Linked DNA regions of Sus scrofa: region 1 is linked to region 2. The links are chromatin contacts, called in public HiChIP or PLAC-seq maps. All regions are on one chromosome and are shown on one strand. Each heading gives the region's core, a stretch centred on a gene start, on an enhancer-like site or on the middle of the called end of the contact. The rest is flanking DNA. Distances are from core to core; before and after follow the strand shown. Region 1 overlaps LOC102160616 (a long non-coding RNA gene). Region 2 overlaps MICAL2 (F-actin-methionine sulfoxide oxidase MICAL2).

Region 1 (4,173 bases), core at 428-2,927, 150 kb after region 2:
GTAGACGATACAAGCCTTCTTAAGACCTAAGCTTATTGACACTACTGCAGCATAGCTTGCAGTTAAGGCTTGGATGCAATCCCTGGCCCAGGAACTTCCACATGCTGTGGGTGTGGCCATAAGATTAAAAAAAAAAAAAAAAAAAAGACCTAAGCTTGAAGCTGACATGCTATCACTTCCGCTAAACATTGTTCAAAGCAAATTTCAAAGCTAGTGCTTGTTCAAAGAATGGGGAAATCCATTCCACCTCTTGATGGGAGGAGCCACAAAGTCACATTGCAGAGGGTGTAGCTCCTGGGTGGATGGTGATTATGGCTGTTTTGCTGTCAGCACATCCCCATATTCAGTGAGGATATTAAGAAGTTTGCTGGGGAGTTCCCATCGTGGCTCAGTAGTTAACAAATCTGACTAGCATTCATGAGGACGCAGGTTTGATCCCTGGCCCTGCTCAGTGGGTTAAGGATCCAGCATTGCCGTGAGGTGTGATGCAGGTCACAGACACAGCACAGATCTGGCATTGCTGTGGCTGTGGTGTACGCCAGCAGCTACAGCTCCAAGACCCCTAGCCTGGGAATCTCCATATGCCATGAGTGCAGCCATAAAAAGCAAAAAAAAAAAAAAAAAAAAAGTTTGCTGGGGGTTGTAAAATATACATTCCTCCTTTGTTAGTTAACTCTCCATCACTCAATATTACTTTTCATTCTTTTAACTTACTAGCCTCTACACGGAGGTAAGGAGAAAAGGGACACAAGGAGTAGCTTCAGGGTAGCCAGCCTCCTACCCCTTGTCAAGGGCTCTAGTCTTGTGGTTTTCAACTGTGCTTTGTGAAGCCCGAGGCTTCTGTGGTGGCCTCTCAGCAGCTACGAAAGGAGTAAATGTGTGTAAGTGTGAGGTCCCCACCTCAACCAGGGCAGCTCTGCTCCAGCTTATGACATTTCTTTGGAGAAATGTTATGCAGCTTTGAAAGAAGGAATAGAAAAAATATTTGAGGTTCACTGAATGACCAACCTCTCCATCTTACAGAAAAGCAAAGGGTCTTAATGACATTGAATGTCTAGGCCAAGTAACCTAGCAAATGAGTGTCTTGGTTGGTAATAGAACCCCAGTCTGCTGACCCATCATTCACTCCAAAGCTAGATGGCCTACGTTTTTCTCCCCTCGCCTCACTGGGCTCAAGATGGAAAGGGATTGCTGTGGCCTAACAGATAGAGGAGAAACTGAGGCAAACAGAAGGAATACTCCTGACAGTTTTTCAATTCTCAGCTTCCCCAACAAGAGAGACCATTCATTGTCCTTGAGCTCTGAGTCTCAGTGACCCTCATTACACACACATGCCATTACGTGATCCCTACAAAGCTTGATCCCCAGAACCACAGACCACTCAGGGTATCATACTGGTGGGCAGGGAGGGCTGGCTTGTCAGCCCCAGGGCTGAGCAGGGCACACTTGGTAGAGTGACTCCTATGAGGGCAGACAGAGCTCCATCTGGGAGAAAAGCTCATTTCCCAGGAGAAGTCTTGGCCTTGCTTGGAGCCTGCGATCTCCTTGTTCTCCTCCCAGTGTGTTAATTCCATTTCTTCTTAAGTTAGATTTTTTAGGACACGGGCTATTTATAGCTCCTCCTAAGCCCTTTCCAGTCTGTTTCCTGTTCAAGTACTGCATTAGTCACAGACAGTGTCTCAGGCAATCTCCGAGTCCCCGCCTGATGTCAGCAACAGGGAACAGGGATGCTGGTCAGACTCAGGGTGGTCCCCATGGGGAGGGGGCAGGCAGGACCCTGGGCAAGGAAGCTGAGGGAACATCTCTTGTCCCTCATTCTCTGTGGCATGAAGCTCTGCATCCCTATGGCTTCCTGGAGTTTACTTAGCCCTAAAGACGCAGAAACCCTGCAGAGGCACCTCCATTTGGCTACATATTTTTGCCATTACTTGATGACCTATTTGCATGCAGCTCCTTGCAGAGAATTTCCTCCCAAGCCATATACGGTGATTTCATTGCACCACAAACTGAAGCTTCTATTTGCAGTCAGTAATAGAGGCTCCTTCCTGACTTCCTCGTGCCTGTTCCTATCTCCCTTTTTTTTTTTTTTTTTTTTTTTTTTCTAAAACTGTAGGCTTCTTAGGCTGCTCTGAGCTTCCTCCAAGCTCTGGTCTCAGCAAGTGTTTGGTCCCAGGAACTTAGCAGCTGCCTCTGTAGGGAAGGCCCCTGATCTGAGCTGAGCTTTTGTATCCACAGGCTAAGGAACAGTGACCTCTGAGGCCAAGGGGAGGAAGAGGGGACTTCAGGCAAGAGAGTGGGCAAAAGGGATAGCAACCAAGATCAGCCTCTGTAAATCCCTAGTGAAGGAGCTGAGTACAGCATTTCTGACTCTGCCTTGCTGGGGACAAAGGAAGAAAAGGAGGCGCTTCCATTTGCATAGCAAGTCATCAGATGACCAGCATCCCAGAGACTGGGGTCTTTCCAACTGGAGCCTCACCACTCCCCAGGTGCCAAACGAGGGGGCCCTATGTGCCTCGACCAAAGCTGCCAGGTTTCACCAGTGACTCACTCTAGGCTCTCCTCAGGGGCAGAGGCCTGCTCAGTCCCAGCTTCAGCATTGCCCATCTCCGGGAGCAATGGACCCTATCAATGAGCACCTGCTTTATTTATGCCAGGCTGATTTTACGGTTATTATGGTTATTGTCATCATGTTATTGGCTTTATTTATGCTGAATGCTATGGAGATAAACATTCCAAATGCTCAGAAAGGATCTTGATGAGAAGGTATATAAGCCAGACAAGACCCTCCTGTCTCACTCACAGAGCTGGTATGCACACCAGTCACCTGAGCAGAGGAAGTGGAGGAGGAGAAGGAGGAAATCAGACATGAGCTGTGCATACCAGGCGCCAGCCTGAGCCAGGCATATCAGAGCTATTCCTCAGCTATGTCGGCAATCTGGCACAACGATTTTGATTTCCGGTTGGTTTCCATCCTAGGAAATTCATTACAGACTCTCTCCCACAGAGCACACTCAATTACATCCTTGGGATGCAAGGGCCCAGAAGACCCAATCAGGGACGGCTGAGTCAGGCTTAGTCAAGGATGAGACTCCTCCTGCCAGTGCCGGTGGCCTTGGGACTGATGCCCAGGAGCAGGGCAGGGATGTAAGGACCAAGCAGAGATGGCTCTCCTTGAGGACCACTTTCAAAGCAGAGAGCTTCCAAGGGCGAGATCCTTATCTAAGCTCCTCTTAAAACAAGGCCCTCTCCCTCTTTCATTTTTTTAATTATGAAAATTAAAGTACATTGCAGAAAAGTGCATAGAACCTTAGATATTCTAACCATGAAGCAAATGTCCATGTACTCACCACTCGAAATGAAACATTGCCGTCATTCTTACATCCTTTGCGTATCCCTCTCTGATCACACTCTCCATCTTCCCTAGGCTCTGGTGGCATTTACTTCCTTTTCTTGTAGTTTTACTGCTTAAGTTTGCATGCCTAAGGAAAACAGTTTCATTTTGTCTCTTTTTAACTTTATATGCATAGAATCACATTGGGGGGTTGTGCTGGGTTTCCTTTGCTCAGTTGTGTTTATGAGAGTCACCTACTGTGTGTGCAGCAGTAGTGCCTTCATTTTCGTGGCTGCATAGTATTCCACCACATGGGTATGTCATATTTATATAACCATACTAGTGTGGGTGAACATTTGAGTCGTTTTCAGGTATTGACTATTATGACAATGCTGCGGCAGGCATTTTTGATAGGCATACATTTGTGCCACGTGCATGTATTTCTCCAGGGTTTATATGAGTCAAAGAATATGCATGTCTTCACCTTTACTAGATACTAACAAATGGTTTTCCAAGTGGTTGTACCACCTCTTTCTCTTCATTGCACAATCAACAAGGAGAGGCTGAGGGAAGGAAGCCACTAGTTTAGAGCTGCTTAGTCCCAAGAGATGCTCCAGGAGAGAGATTTTTTTTTAATTTATTTTACTGAAGTATAGTTGACTTACAATGTTAAGTTCATTTCTTCAGTACAGCAGAATGATTCATATATATATGCATATGTGTGTATATATATGTATATATGTGTGTGTGTGTGTATGTATCTGACACCACGGTGGCCAGCCCTAAGCCCCTCATTAGAGCGACAGCGGGTATCAGCAAGGCCTTCCACTGGGGAACATCCA
Region 2 (4,814 bases), core at 1,679-4,178:
CAGAGGAATTTTGATAGAGAACATTGTGTCATAATGAGCAGTGAACTCAATAGCGATCTTGCAGCAGATACAGAAGCTCATTTCCTAGGGCTGCTTCTTCTGATAACTTTGAATAAAAAGTAAAACACAGAAGAGTCAATAAGAGTAATTTTATAATGGACTAAGCTAAGCTACAGGGGTCCAGCAATGCTGTGGTGAGTGGTCAAATGAGTCCAAAAAAGAACCAGATGCCTGGTCTGACTCTTCAATCGTTCTCGGTTTATCCCTGCTCTCTACAGGCTGAGGGCTGCTCAGGGCCCTGCCCTGCTCTTGGAGTGTGAATTGTTACACTTCCCTGCTGGGGCGGGGGGTGGGGTGGGGTGGGGGAGAACCCTGAGCTTGGAGGACTAGGACTAGAGGGACCCTGGCCATGAACTCTTGGACGTCACCCAGAGACAAAGCTGCTCCTTGTGTGGCTACAAAGACGAAAAGACTATCTTTCCCAAAAGGTGATACTGAAAGTGCAAATCCCTTGGGCTGGGGCGTGGGGGCAGGGAACCAGCCTGTAAGACCAACTCGGGCCTTGGGGTCAGTGAGATCAACAGGTCATATTCCATCTCTGCTGTTTACTGATTATGTCAACTTGGGCAAGTTATGGAACGTCTCAGAGTTTCCGTAGTCTTCTTTGTAAAATGAGAATATCAAAATCTCCTGCACAGACTCATGGGAAGAGCAAATGAGACCGTGTATGTGAACTCCCCAGCCTGATGCCTGGGAACCGGGACGTGCTCAGTGAATGGGAATTCCTATCCCTAATTAAGTCAGGATGGTACAAACCACAGCATATGGCAAAGTGCATCTTGGACATCAGCAGGAGCATTTATAAAGGTCTTAGAAGGCACAGCCTCACCTACAAACAGTGACCTAGTGTCCATTTTCCTAACAGCCATGATTTCCCAGAAATTCTAATATGTCCACATCTGAACCATGTCACCTAAATCGAATCCAGCGCTGGCCCCTTTGTCAGGTCATGGCCTTCAGGCTGGGGCTCCTGTTATTCTCTTTCCTTTCTCAGACCTGTTCTTACATCACAGGTACACTCCCTCCCTGAAGGTGTGGATGAATGAAGTGAGAGATTTCAGAAATACCCCCTCTTCAAAACAGGCCACAAGCACCCTTGCGAGGACCAGGTGATGGACAAGTGCGGATATTGTACTACGAAGGCAGCCCTTGGTGCGGATGCCACACGCAGGAGTGTGGGGACCTGGCCAAGGGGCAGACACCCCCGGGATGACAGCCACCTGGCCCAGGGCTGCTGGGAGGGGCCTTGCAGGGTAGGAGGTCCCCGGTGAGTGAGTGGATGGCAGAGGCAGATTTGTAGGGAGCTGGTGAGAATGAAGATGAGAGAGAAAAATGGGGTCAGGACTATAATAAAGTAGGCAGAGCTGAAAAGGAGCACTAAATGAAGATAAAGCCAGTGGTGAATTGGGGCCCCATCTTCAGGCCTGGGGAACTGAAGAGAGGCTGGATCCTAGATGGAGGTGGGACAGTAAAAAGGGAAGCAGCAACATGAGAGAAGGCTGGGGAATCCTATAGGAATCTTTCCAAGCGTGGAGGTGGGAAAGGCTGTGGACCAGAAGAAAAGGTCAGGCGATGCTTGTTCACTGCTTCTAAAGAGGGTCAACTTCGCATCAAAGACCAGTGTGATGTGTATCTGTCCACTTCAACCACCTGGCAAACAAGCTCCCTCCTACTGAGGTCAGACCAAGCCTGCATGTGCATGGGCCAGTAGAGGTAGGGTCCAGGAGGGATGCTCTCCTGGGGGGAGCAAGATGGCCACAGTTGGGAGCCCAGAGGCAGGGTTTCCTGAGGAGAAACTTTACTCTCCCGGCAGTAGTCACAGAAAGAAGTCTGGAGATCAGCAGGAATCCCTGAGGAAGAAGGTCAGTCAGTCATTCAACAAACATTCCCTCAGCACCTTGTGTGTCTTAAGAAAGATGCAGACTTATACAGGGACAAGAAAACAGAGGACTTGCCATTCCTCTGGGAGCAAGAGAAGAATGTTAATTTAAGTAGTTCAGTGTAGACAGATCAACTTCCAGCTTAGGCAAATGCTATAGAACTTGGCTAGACACCTGGAGAGTAAAGTCAGGGCTCCTGAACCAAATGGTGTCCAGTTCTCCCACGTCCATCCATGGCCTCCAATTTCTAGAGTTTATATACTATACCCAGAGACCCTTCTGCACCAGCTCAGAAGATGCTCAGAGATGCTCTGAGGGAGAAGACAGGCCTTGGTGAGAACAACCACAGGCCTGGGATCTGTTCCCAGCTCCTGTAGCCATGGCAGGACCAGAGCGAGGCATTCCCACCTACCTGTGCCATGACACAGAACCTGGGACAGGAGCATAGAGGGGCTCTGATGAAAGCCAAGGAATCAAGTTACCATGGCAACATGTTGTGGCCAGGACAAAGACCCTGAGATGACCTGGAGGAACCTCAGCATCCCAAGAGGCCAGAGTCCTTGGCTAGTGAAATAGGAACCCCAAGTCAAACTTGGCCTGACTCCCCAGGGGTGGGCCTGCAAGAGCCTCCCAATCCCCTCCTCTGTGCCTGCACCCTAGACCCCAATTAGTTCTTCACTATCTGACACAGGCATCCCAACCAACAGGGGAGGTAACTTTGGGAGGGACACCTGTGGAGCAGAGGGAAAAAGGGGAACATGGCCTCGCCTCCCACAGACCGGGTCAGCAGGGGGGCACCAGATGTTGAAACCCACTGCTCACACATCTGCTGATTGTGCTACGTCAGTGTCATGAAACCCCCACTCCTCCCAATCCCACCCCATTCCTAACCTCCGGTCCAGCGACTCAGGCTCTCAGCAAAGGCCTGAGCTGATGTGGAGGAGGCCCAGGGGAGGGCTGGGTTACTAATGCCGCCCAGCCGGCTGCCAGCACAAGCTGGCGTGAGGACAGGCACATTCTTCTCTGACAAGCAGCAATGAATGGTCACCGTGCTGCCTGGGCTGCAGGCCGACACCGGAGAGCCGGTTGACCTTGGACTGCACGATCCTTATCTTGAGGCTATAGCAGCAGCAACAGGAATAGGGGCTCAGGGAGGGTTGAAGCCCAATCAAAGAAGCTGCCGTCCCAGGGCCGGCCACTCCATGTGCTCCTTTGTTGCAGCCCTGCTCTCTTGTTTGAGCATGAAAAGTGCACAGACAGGAAGCAGGGGCCAGGGAGCCAGCAGGACAAAAAAGCAGGTGTCCAAACCAGGCAGAGAAGTAATGGAGGGAATTGCCAAACCGACTTCAGGCCAAGTGCTCTTTACACATTTAAAAACTTATTCCTCTGAACAGCCCTTTTATTATTTATTTATTTGTGTTTCATCTTTTTAGGGCCTCACTCGTGGCATATGGAGGTTCCCAGGCTAGGGGTCGAATGGGAGCTATAGCTGCCAGCAGATGTCACAGACACAGCAACACCAGATCCAAGCTGAGTCTATGACCTACACTGCAGCTCATGGCCACCCTGGGTCCTTAATCCACTGAGCGAGGCCAGGGATCAAACCCATGTCCTCATGGATACTAGTTAGGTTCGTTAACCACTGAGCCACGACAGGAACTCCTGAACAGCCCTTGTAGACAGAAATTCTTATTCCCATTCTCCAGATGAGAAGACCGAGGTACAGAGAAGGCAAGCAGTTTAGTCACAGTCTTGAGTTAGAGACGGGCCCAAGCCGAGATTGAACTTGAGTCTTCTGAAGTGCAGTAGAGCTTTCCCCCACACCGTGACAACGGGGTGGCAGTGTGACGTTCACAAGGGAAAGTGCCTGTGTCCCACTAGGACAAGAAGCCCCCATCTTGCCTCCGAGTGATGTGTGACCCGCAGCAAAGGCGGCAGGGATAAATGAGAGATGTGGAAGGTAAAGACTCAGCTTGTCTCTTAGTGGAAAAAGCCCACCCTAACACCTGGCTGAGGCTCTAAGCATTGCCCCCAGCCCAGCTCTGCAGAATCACTTCTGCCTGAATTTGTCCGTGTGGGCTCCCACACCCAACACACACGCACCACCAAGGAGAAGGAAGTGGGGGGGTGGGGGGTGGTTGGTCCTTGCTCAGTCTCTGGCAGGATGACATCTGTTCCCCCTGATGCTGCCAGCCCAGGTCACAAAGGGAAAGACAGGACCTCACAGCCAGGAGATACATACATTAATGATGACACCTTTGTCAAGCAAGCTCTGCTTCTTGGCGGTCATGACAAAATAGTGGGTGCAGTCCTTGTAGTAAACAATGTTCTCAAGATCAATTCCTGAAAAGAGAAGGTGGATGGGCTCAGTATTACTTCTTCGGTGCCTTCTGTGTGTCAAGAGCTCTGCTTTGCCTCGATAAAAGTCTCATTACTTACCTGCAGCATATTCATGTTTATCAGACATACTGGTGGGGCAAAGATAAAACCTCACCCAAGTCAACATAGCTAGCTTTCACAGTCCCACAAAGTTACGATTCCTTTTCTTTTTTCTTTCCTTTTTTTTTTTTTGGTCTTTTTAGGGCCACACCTGAGGCATATGGAAGTTTCCAGGCTAGAGGTGGAATCAGAGCTGTGGAACTGGCCTACACTACAGCCACAGCAACGTCAGATCCAAGCCAATTCTGCAAGCTACACCACGGCTCACAGCAACGCTGGGTTCTTAACCCACTGAGCGAGGCCGGGGATTGAACCTGTGTCCTCATGGATGCTCGTCAGATTGGTTTCCGCTGAGCCAGGACAGGAACTCCCTACTCCTTTTCTTTTTAAAGGGAGATATAATATTGTGTAAGTTTAAGGTGTACAACATGTTGA

Evidence for each region. HiChIP or PLAC-seq counts read pairs in DNA pulled down with a chosen protein or histone mark.
Region 1: a contact with region 2 is called in an H3K27ac HiChIP or PLAC-seq map of skeletal muscle. The contact joins two enhancer-like sites. A contact is called at or near these places in 2 of 2 datasets of contacts at active chromatin or transcription factors (alveolar macrophages and skeletal muscle).

Annotation. Positions count from the first base shown.
Region 1 is chr2:47,324,719-47,328,891 of Sscrofa11.1, forward strand. The region is part of intron 2 of LOC102160616 (a long non-coding RNA gene); the gene reads left to right. Among named protein-coding and RNA genes, the nearest start is that of MICAL2, 25 kb to the left of the region's middle. Within about 2 kb of position 1,678, at least 37 of the 83 cell types and tissues checked have an H3K27ac peak or open chromatin away from gene starts, as enhancers often do. A contact at or near this core is called in skeletal muscle, where this site is marked.
Region 2 is chr2:47,178,248-47,183,061 of Sscrofa11.1, forward strand. MICAL2 (F-actin-methionine sulfoxide oxidase MICAL2) reads right to left here. Exons shown (of 38, transcript XM_021083313.1): 9 at 4,183-4,283. Among named protein-coding and RNA genes, the nearest start is that of MICAL2, 120 kb to the right of the region's middle. Within about 2 kb of position 2,929, at least 18 of the 83 cell types and tissues checked have an H3K27ac peak or open chromatin away from gene starts, as enhancers often do. A contact at or near this core is called in skeletal muscle, where this site is marked.